2 separate regions of the Zea mays genome follow, and region 1 is linked to region 2. A link is a contact called in public Hi-C data. All regions are on one chromosome and are shown on one strand. The core of a region is the stretch at or near the end of the contact, and the rest is flanking DNA. Distances in the headings are between cores, read along the strand shown.

The links. Hi-C and Micro-C count contacts between places; a contact is called where the count stands out from the background.
Region 1: a contact with region 2 is called in a Hi-C map of leaf, with 2.6 times the contacts expected there. The contact joins the enhancer-like site here to the promoter of LOC100281675 in region 2. A contact is called at or near these places in 3 of 25 Hi-C or Micro-C datasets (ear, leaf and tassel).

The regions. Positions count from the first base shown.
Region 1 is chr4:10,682,294-10,685,538 of Zm-B73-REFERENCE-NAM-5.0, forward strand. No RefSeq gene overlaps it. Among protein-coding and RNA genes, the nearest start is that of LOC103652813, 13 kb to the right of the region's middle. Within about 2 kb of position 1,883, at least 17 of the 20 cell types and tissues checked have an H3K27ac peak or open chromatin away from gene starts, as enhancers often do. A contact at or near this core is called in ear, leaf and tassel, where this site is marked.
Region 2 is chr4:10,566,047-10,569,443 of Zm-B73-REFERENCE-NAM-5.0, forward strand. It overlaps LOC100281675 (GTP-binding protein hflX), which reads right to left and starts at 1,911. Exons shown (of 13, transcript NM_001154595.2): 1 at 1,398-1,911; 2 at 983-1,125. The coding sequence starts at 1,784.

The sequences.
Region 1 (3,245 bases), core at 633-3,132, 120 kb after region 2:
TGACTTGGCTACAAGCACATAAATAGTTAATAGAGGTTTGGGTCACACGATTTTATTACTCTATGTCCTCTTTGCGGTGGATGAATTGATGGAAGTGGAGGCGAAGTTTACATGATCAGATGTTGTCTGAGCTAGAGGACTAACTAGCTACCCTTTTACTTCGGCTCTGGTGAAAGTTCTAGTCTTAAGTCCCAAGATTCTGGACATATCGTCTAAGTTCCGAGACCTATAATTAGCCTTCATATCCTTTTTGAACCTCTTCCCTTTTTACTTGTTCTGTATTGCTTTACTCCTCTTTTTATTTATAGAGACACAATGAATGTCCAATCACTCCTACTTATCGTACTCGTAGAGCCATACATCAGTACACCTTAGTCGTACCACAATACACCTTTACTCCTCTTAGGGTCGTCCTTCTGAGCCCGTTCCACCCATAGCCTTCCTGCCCCCAAGGCAGTCTTGCATTGGAGAGATCGAGGGCCACTGTGCGGGCCCCTTGTCCTGTAGACCCCCTAGACCTATGGTCTCGGGGGGCTTGGTCTCTGAGTTGCAAGACCCTGATGATGTCAAAGCTAGTACGAGTCAACAAGTCTCCTTTATTTTGATAAGATTTGAAACGGCATATTGCTAGTATCTTGGGCTATACATTTTTATAGACGCCCATAACAAAGTAATACATGTAGAAAAATCAAAATGTTTTGTAATAATTTGAAATGAAAAGAGTATCTACTATGATAGTACACCGTCTATTCCAAATTATTCTAACTGTTTTGGAGAGGAAGAGCATTTTAAGTTTGACCAAAATTATTATAAATATATAAACCATCCAAGTAGCCTACGTGAAACTAGCATATGAAAAGATAAACGTGTTGCATTGATAACCGATGTCTTCCGCACGTGTTGAAGCTAAGCATATGCCTTTTCCTCCTATTATTAAAAAGGTCATTCTCAATAATAGTTTTATAAAAGGTTTGTTTTTATTAAATAATGTATTATACTATTGACACGGTGAACAATATATGGAGAAAGAGATAAAAATAGATTTCATAGTGTGAAATCATGCCTACACTATTATCTAGATATATTATCTCTTACATATTATCTATGAAACTGTACCAAATAAAACTCTTCACTATGAGAGACTGTATCTCAACCAAGATTTTATTTTTTTTTCTTGATTGCATGGCATCTTAAAAAGAACTCCCATTCTAATAACAAGTTGATCTCTTTAAAAAATAAGTCCAAAAATTCAAAGTGGAAATCATATCCTATACAAAATAATCATCTCAGTCTGTTGACTTCATTTGCATCGGAATTGCAACCTGTAAACTAACACAACAGTAAGTGTGGAAATCCCTATCAGCTAATAGGTGACGGGAATGAGGCTAATACTGACCGAAATTAGTAATTTTAGTAGGTAATGTGATAATTCTCGTTGGCTTCTAGCTGACTTGTTTTTGTCGGGAATTAACTAAACCCCGTCAGTTGGGGACTGGAGCTAAGTAACTCTTATCAGCCTCCACGTCCGCATCTAGTTTGAACAAACTCGGTTTTGGATGGGTCGGCCAAGTTACATCACTTGTTTTTCTGTCAGGACTCTAAGTGAATATTGGTTTTAACTGTCAGGACTCTAAGTGAAATATTAGTAATAGATTGTTGGCTTTAATTAATATTAATGTCTGTTTTTCAATATCGGTTAAAGTCATCAATTGATACTAATCTCTCGACCGTAAATTAGTATCGGTTGATGGGTTCAATTAATATTAACCGCAGGACGCGGCCGAGGAGGATGCGTGGTGGATCGGATGCGGATAGGCGTGTGCTGTTGCGGCGGTGCTTTCACGGGGACCGGCGACGGATCCCACGTGGCCGCGCGCGCTGAGCCATATAGCTGGCTAGCTGCTGTAGTGCCCGTAGCGCCGAGGCGGCGACTGCGTGCGTGCGCGGTGGGCCAGCTGCACAGGCAGTACTCCCGCCGGCGTCATGAAGCGGGACCGCCGCTCGCACAGGCGACGTACGGCCCCTCGCCGACGCCGACCAGCCGGGCGTGCGTCGTCTCAACCGTTGGCCCAGCGCGGCGGTTGGGCGTGACTGTGCTATGGTCAGGGAGAAAAGAAGAAGAAGAACGTTGATGTTGTTGCGGTGGGGCGCACGGGCAGCTAGGGGGTCGTCGGTGGTTGACACGTAGTACGCGTGTGCATGCACCATCGTATCATCGATCTCACTCGACATTTTATATACATCAAAGTCTTATATTTACGACCATCATATATTTATATACATCAAAGTCTTATGTTTACGACCATCACATATTCTATACATCAAAGTTTTCACCTAAGCTCTAATATCTATCTCGGCTAAGTGATAGTCTACTAATATCTGTTAATACTCTAAACTCCGACTTAGCTAAGATACCGGTACCTTCATGATATTTTTTCCTTCAACGAGCTAGAATGACTTCTCCAATTATGTTGTACAATGCACCTTCGGTCTTGTTCTTCATATTTCCTCGTTGAAATTCCTGTAAAGGAAGTTTATAAACATCATATGTTTACACTTGATAATACATTTGCATCTTCAATTACATAAATACATGCATGACTATTACTAATAATACATTTTCATGGTAAGAGAACCGCCAGTAAAAATAAGTTTTCGCCGGCGGTTTCTTAAGCCAGTCCCACATATTTATTTTTACTGGCACCCGATGTAACTGAAACCGCCGGGCGTTACCATGCATCATGCATGCATGCATGCATCCCTCAATGCTTTAATAAATTCAACACGTACGTACGGGTAATAATAATATATTAGTTATAGTATCACAGGGGTGGTTGTTTCCCGTTGACGAATCAAGCAAATCATGCATACATACATATGAGTTTCTGACCAGCATCAGCACAGGCGCACGGCCAGCTAGCCTCCCAGTAAATTAAACAACCAACTGATCAAACCGACTGGCATGCAATGCAACGCTGGCGTGTCGTCAACATGCGGAGGCACGCACGAAAACAAACGCATGCGGTGCACGCGTTGGCTGCTTCTCCGTCTGTCTAAAAGTTATTTATAACTAGATAGTACATAGTAACGCGCTCAACTTATTCTAATAGGCCGGGAGTGCAAATTGCGCGGAGTCTGGGCTTGTGGCTTTGGGCCATGTTTTGTACGGGCCCAGGAGGGGAACTTGAGTACCTGAAATTGAAAGAAACCACGAATGCTTTTTTGTTTTGTTTTTTGCAGCCTAA
Region 2 (3,397 bases), core at 661-3,160:
AGGATGGCGTGACCAAGGTGGCATGCGGCGCAGCCCATGGAGATGGGAACGTCGGTTGCCAGGACGGCGTGACGAAGGTGACATGCGGCGCAGTCTATGGAGACGGGGACGCCGGTTGCCAGGATGACGCCGCGAAATTGGCAGCAGAAGCCATGGGATCAGATCGAAACTCAAGCTATCCGATACCAGATGTTATGGTCGCTAGATCGGTGAGGGGATGGAGAGGGTATCGATGGGCAGGAACGCCGGCCGGGGGCCTCTGCCCACGGTCGAGCAAGAGGAGAGTTTCTCCCTTCTAATTCTTGTCTGTTTTATTTCTCATTCATTGATTACATAAATAGGCCGGCTAGCCGCCCCTATCTAGCTAGAGATTCTATCTCCTTAAAACTCTTCTAAAAACTCTCAACAAACTACTAACTGATAAACTTCCTAGATAATCTCAACTAATCTCCTAAATAATCTTAACCAAACTTCTAATCTTATCTCTAACTATCTTTATCTAATCCCCTTGGAGGGCCCATGGTTGCTGCTGCCGCAGCCCCTCCGTGGGCCTCCTTAGGCCCTAACAGCTGCAGAGTACATTTTGAAAAACTGAACTAACAGTAGCATTTCATCTATCCAAGAAACCTTCCTAGATAATCTCAACTAATCTTCTAAATAATCTCAACCAAACTTCTAATCTTATTTCTAACTATCCTTATCTAATCCCCTTCGAGGGCCCATCGTTGCTGCTGCTGCAGTCCTCCGTGGGCCTTCTTAGGCCCTAACAGCTGCAGAGTACATTTTGAAAATCTGAACTAACAGTATCATTTCATCTATCCAAGTTGCCCGTGAAGTTTCTGTGGACCACGAATTAGATTGACCAGGCATCTCAGTTTTTCCGTGGTGTCCCATCTTATCTATGGTGAGAACGTGTAACCACGATTGCTAGTAGAGCACAGTGCAGGCTCAGTCGAGATGTTCCCGTCAAACAGAAGCTTACTTCTGATAGGTTGAGCCGACTACCAGAAGGCCCGCCGTATCAGCCAACTGCTCCAGCTCCTTAAGGGACTCCTCTATGCCGAACAGGTTCCCTCCTGTCCGTTTGCACTCAACACCAACCAGATAAGCCTTCTCTTGAAATATCTGCAGGTAGCCAGGTCCACAGGTTCAGAAATCAGACATGATGAAACTGGCAGGTAACACCAACTCACAGCTCTATTGTTCATGTCACGGCCCAAAATATCTAGCGGGGATGTAACAATCAAAAGTTCTCTCCGGTGAATTTGATGGATCGCTGCAGGTTATCATATTCTCCACACGCTGAGTAGAAACCGCCCAATCTGTCAAACAGGCCGGCGCCAAGCGGGCCTGTCGGAGCAACAAAAGCAAGCAGCTGAAGCTACGCAATCCGCTACCTCTTTGCCATTGATGAGCTTGAACCGGTCTTGCCCCGCCGCGGCTTCCTCCTCTTCCTGCCGCTGCCGCCTGCTCTTCACGAAAGCCCTCGTCGGCGGTCGCTGCTCCAGCTCCTCCATCTCCTCTGTTCCCACTTCATCGCCCTCAGCGATCCCTCCTCCATCCTCTACATCAACAGCGGTTTGGACGTCTTCGGTCTCCGCCGGCGCGGCCTCGAGCAGCCGCTCGTCGAGTGTCCGCCGGACCGGCCCACGGCGGCGAGTCGGGGAGCAGCGGAGGAGGGTGGTGGGGCTCCGGAGGCGGCGGCGTCTTGCGGAAGAGGGTGCGGAGGTCGACGGGAATGATAGGGAGACGGCGGCAGCGAACAGGCAGGCGGCGGCGCTCATGGCGCGGCGGGCGGAAAGCGAGTGAAGCGGTCAAGCGGAGGCTTCTGGGTGGTTTTGGTGAGCGCCAACGGCCGAGCGGATAGGCGAGGGAGGCGATGACGTCGACTGGTCCATTCAGTTCGATTGGTGACGTACTGATGTGGGACCGCTGTATTTGACAAGCTTTGGCGCGACATGACGTGGCATAAACATCTTCCCTGGTTGGCTGTTGGTAAATCTCGTCCGTCGCGATTTTATTGGTGAGTCCGGAAAGAAAAGATTCATCTCGACTAATTTTATCACTTTAACCTTTAAATGAGCTAACAGTATCTCCAACGATGTGACCTATAAAAAACATCATATAATTTAATATGAATATATTTTGTACAATTTAGGACACCAATAAAACACTTCGCTCCAACAGTAAAGCCTTAAATCCCTACTACTCTACAAGCACGGTTTGTAGACGTCCACACCGTGCGCCATAGTTCTGCCTCCCAACGCTCCCCTGGATCTCGGTCACGCTTTCGTCGCCACCATCATCGGCTACCTGCCCCTCAACATCCTCCACCTCTGCTCCCTGTCCAGGATCTTATCGTGCACGCCCTAGTCTGTCCCACCCCGACATCCTCCCCCACCATGCCCGTCGCAAATCATCGATGGAAGGTGAGCGGGGCGCGGTCGCGCCTAGCATGGCGCTATTAAAACGGGCCCTCCGCGCACGCCTCGCTCCATCAATGGATCCACCGCGCCATGGCCGCCACCAACATCCTCGCCCTCCGCGCCCGCCCCAATCCAATGATGAAAGCTGATCGGATATCGGGGGTGCTTCCCCACCACGCACGCCGATCTCCATCTATGGAAGGTAAGCAGTCCGCGGACCCCCCCTCCCCCCCCCCCCCCCCCCGCGACATCCTCTTCAAGGTGGTGCTCACCGGGGACTCCGCCTTTGGTAAGTCAAACCTGCTCATCAGATCCACAGATCCCGCACCAGGCTCAGACGACCATGGCGAGACCGTCGAGGTGGACACCGGGCCCAGATTGCGACCATCATGGAGCTGGATGAGGTCGTCGTTACCACCGGAGAGGATGACTGTTGGGGGCCTTCGTCCTCCGAAGGTCCTCAAAAGCGTGATGTAACAATATCTTTTAAGTGTGATATATGAACAGGTACCTTCGGACTCGGGCTACAAACATGAACGATGTAAAAAGCATGATCGTGACGAAGGTTGTGAGTTGCTCCGAAGCTACACGCAAGGGAGCTTCGGCTAAATGGTGGAAAAAGGAACCGACTTAAAGGGGAAAAGGCTATCTAGTCCTCATAGAATTGAATATAAGTCAATAATAAATGTAAAGGGCATGAATGTAATTTCTCACAGGCTGCGTCCTGTGCCTATAAATAGATGAACAGTACCCCCATACTATTCACGCTGACTTGTATTCGCTCGTGCGTCACACTTGGATTTTTGCCTTCTGTCAAGCCGAAGGTACAAATGTAATTAAGTATTGTTCTTATCTATTCATGGTTATATAACAAAGATGCCAATGATGTTTATGATTATTTATGTTATCTTTCATGTTTCATATGCTTTGTCTTTCATTAATATATACTGTGATGATGGAGGTACGTCCTT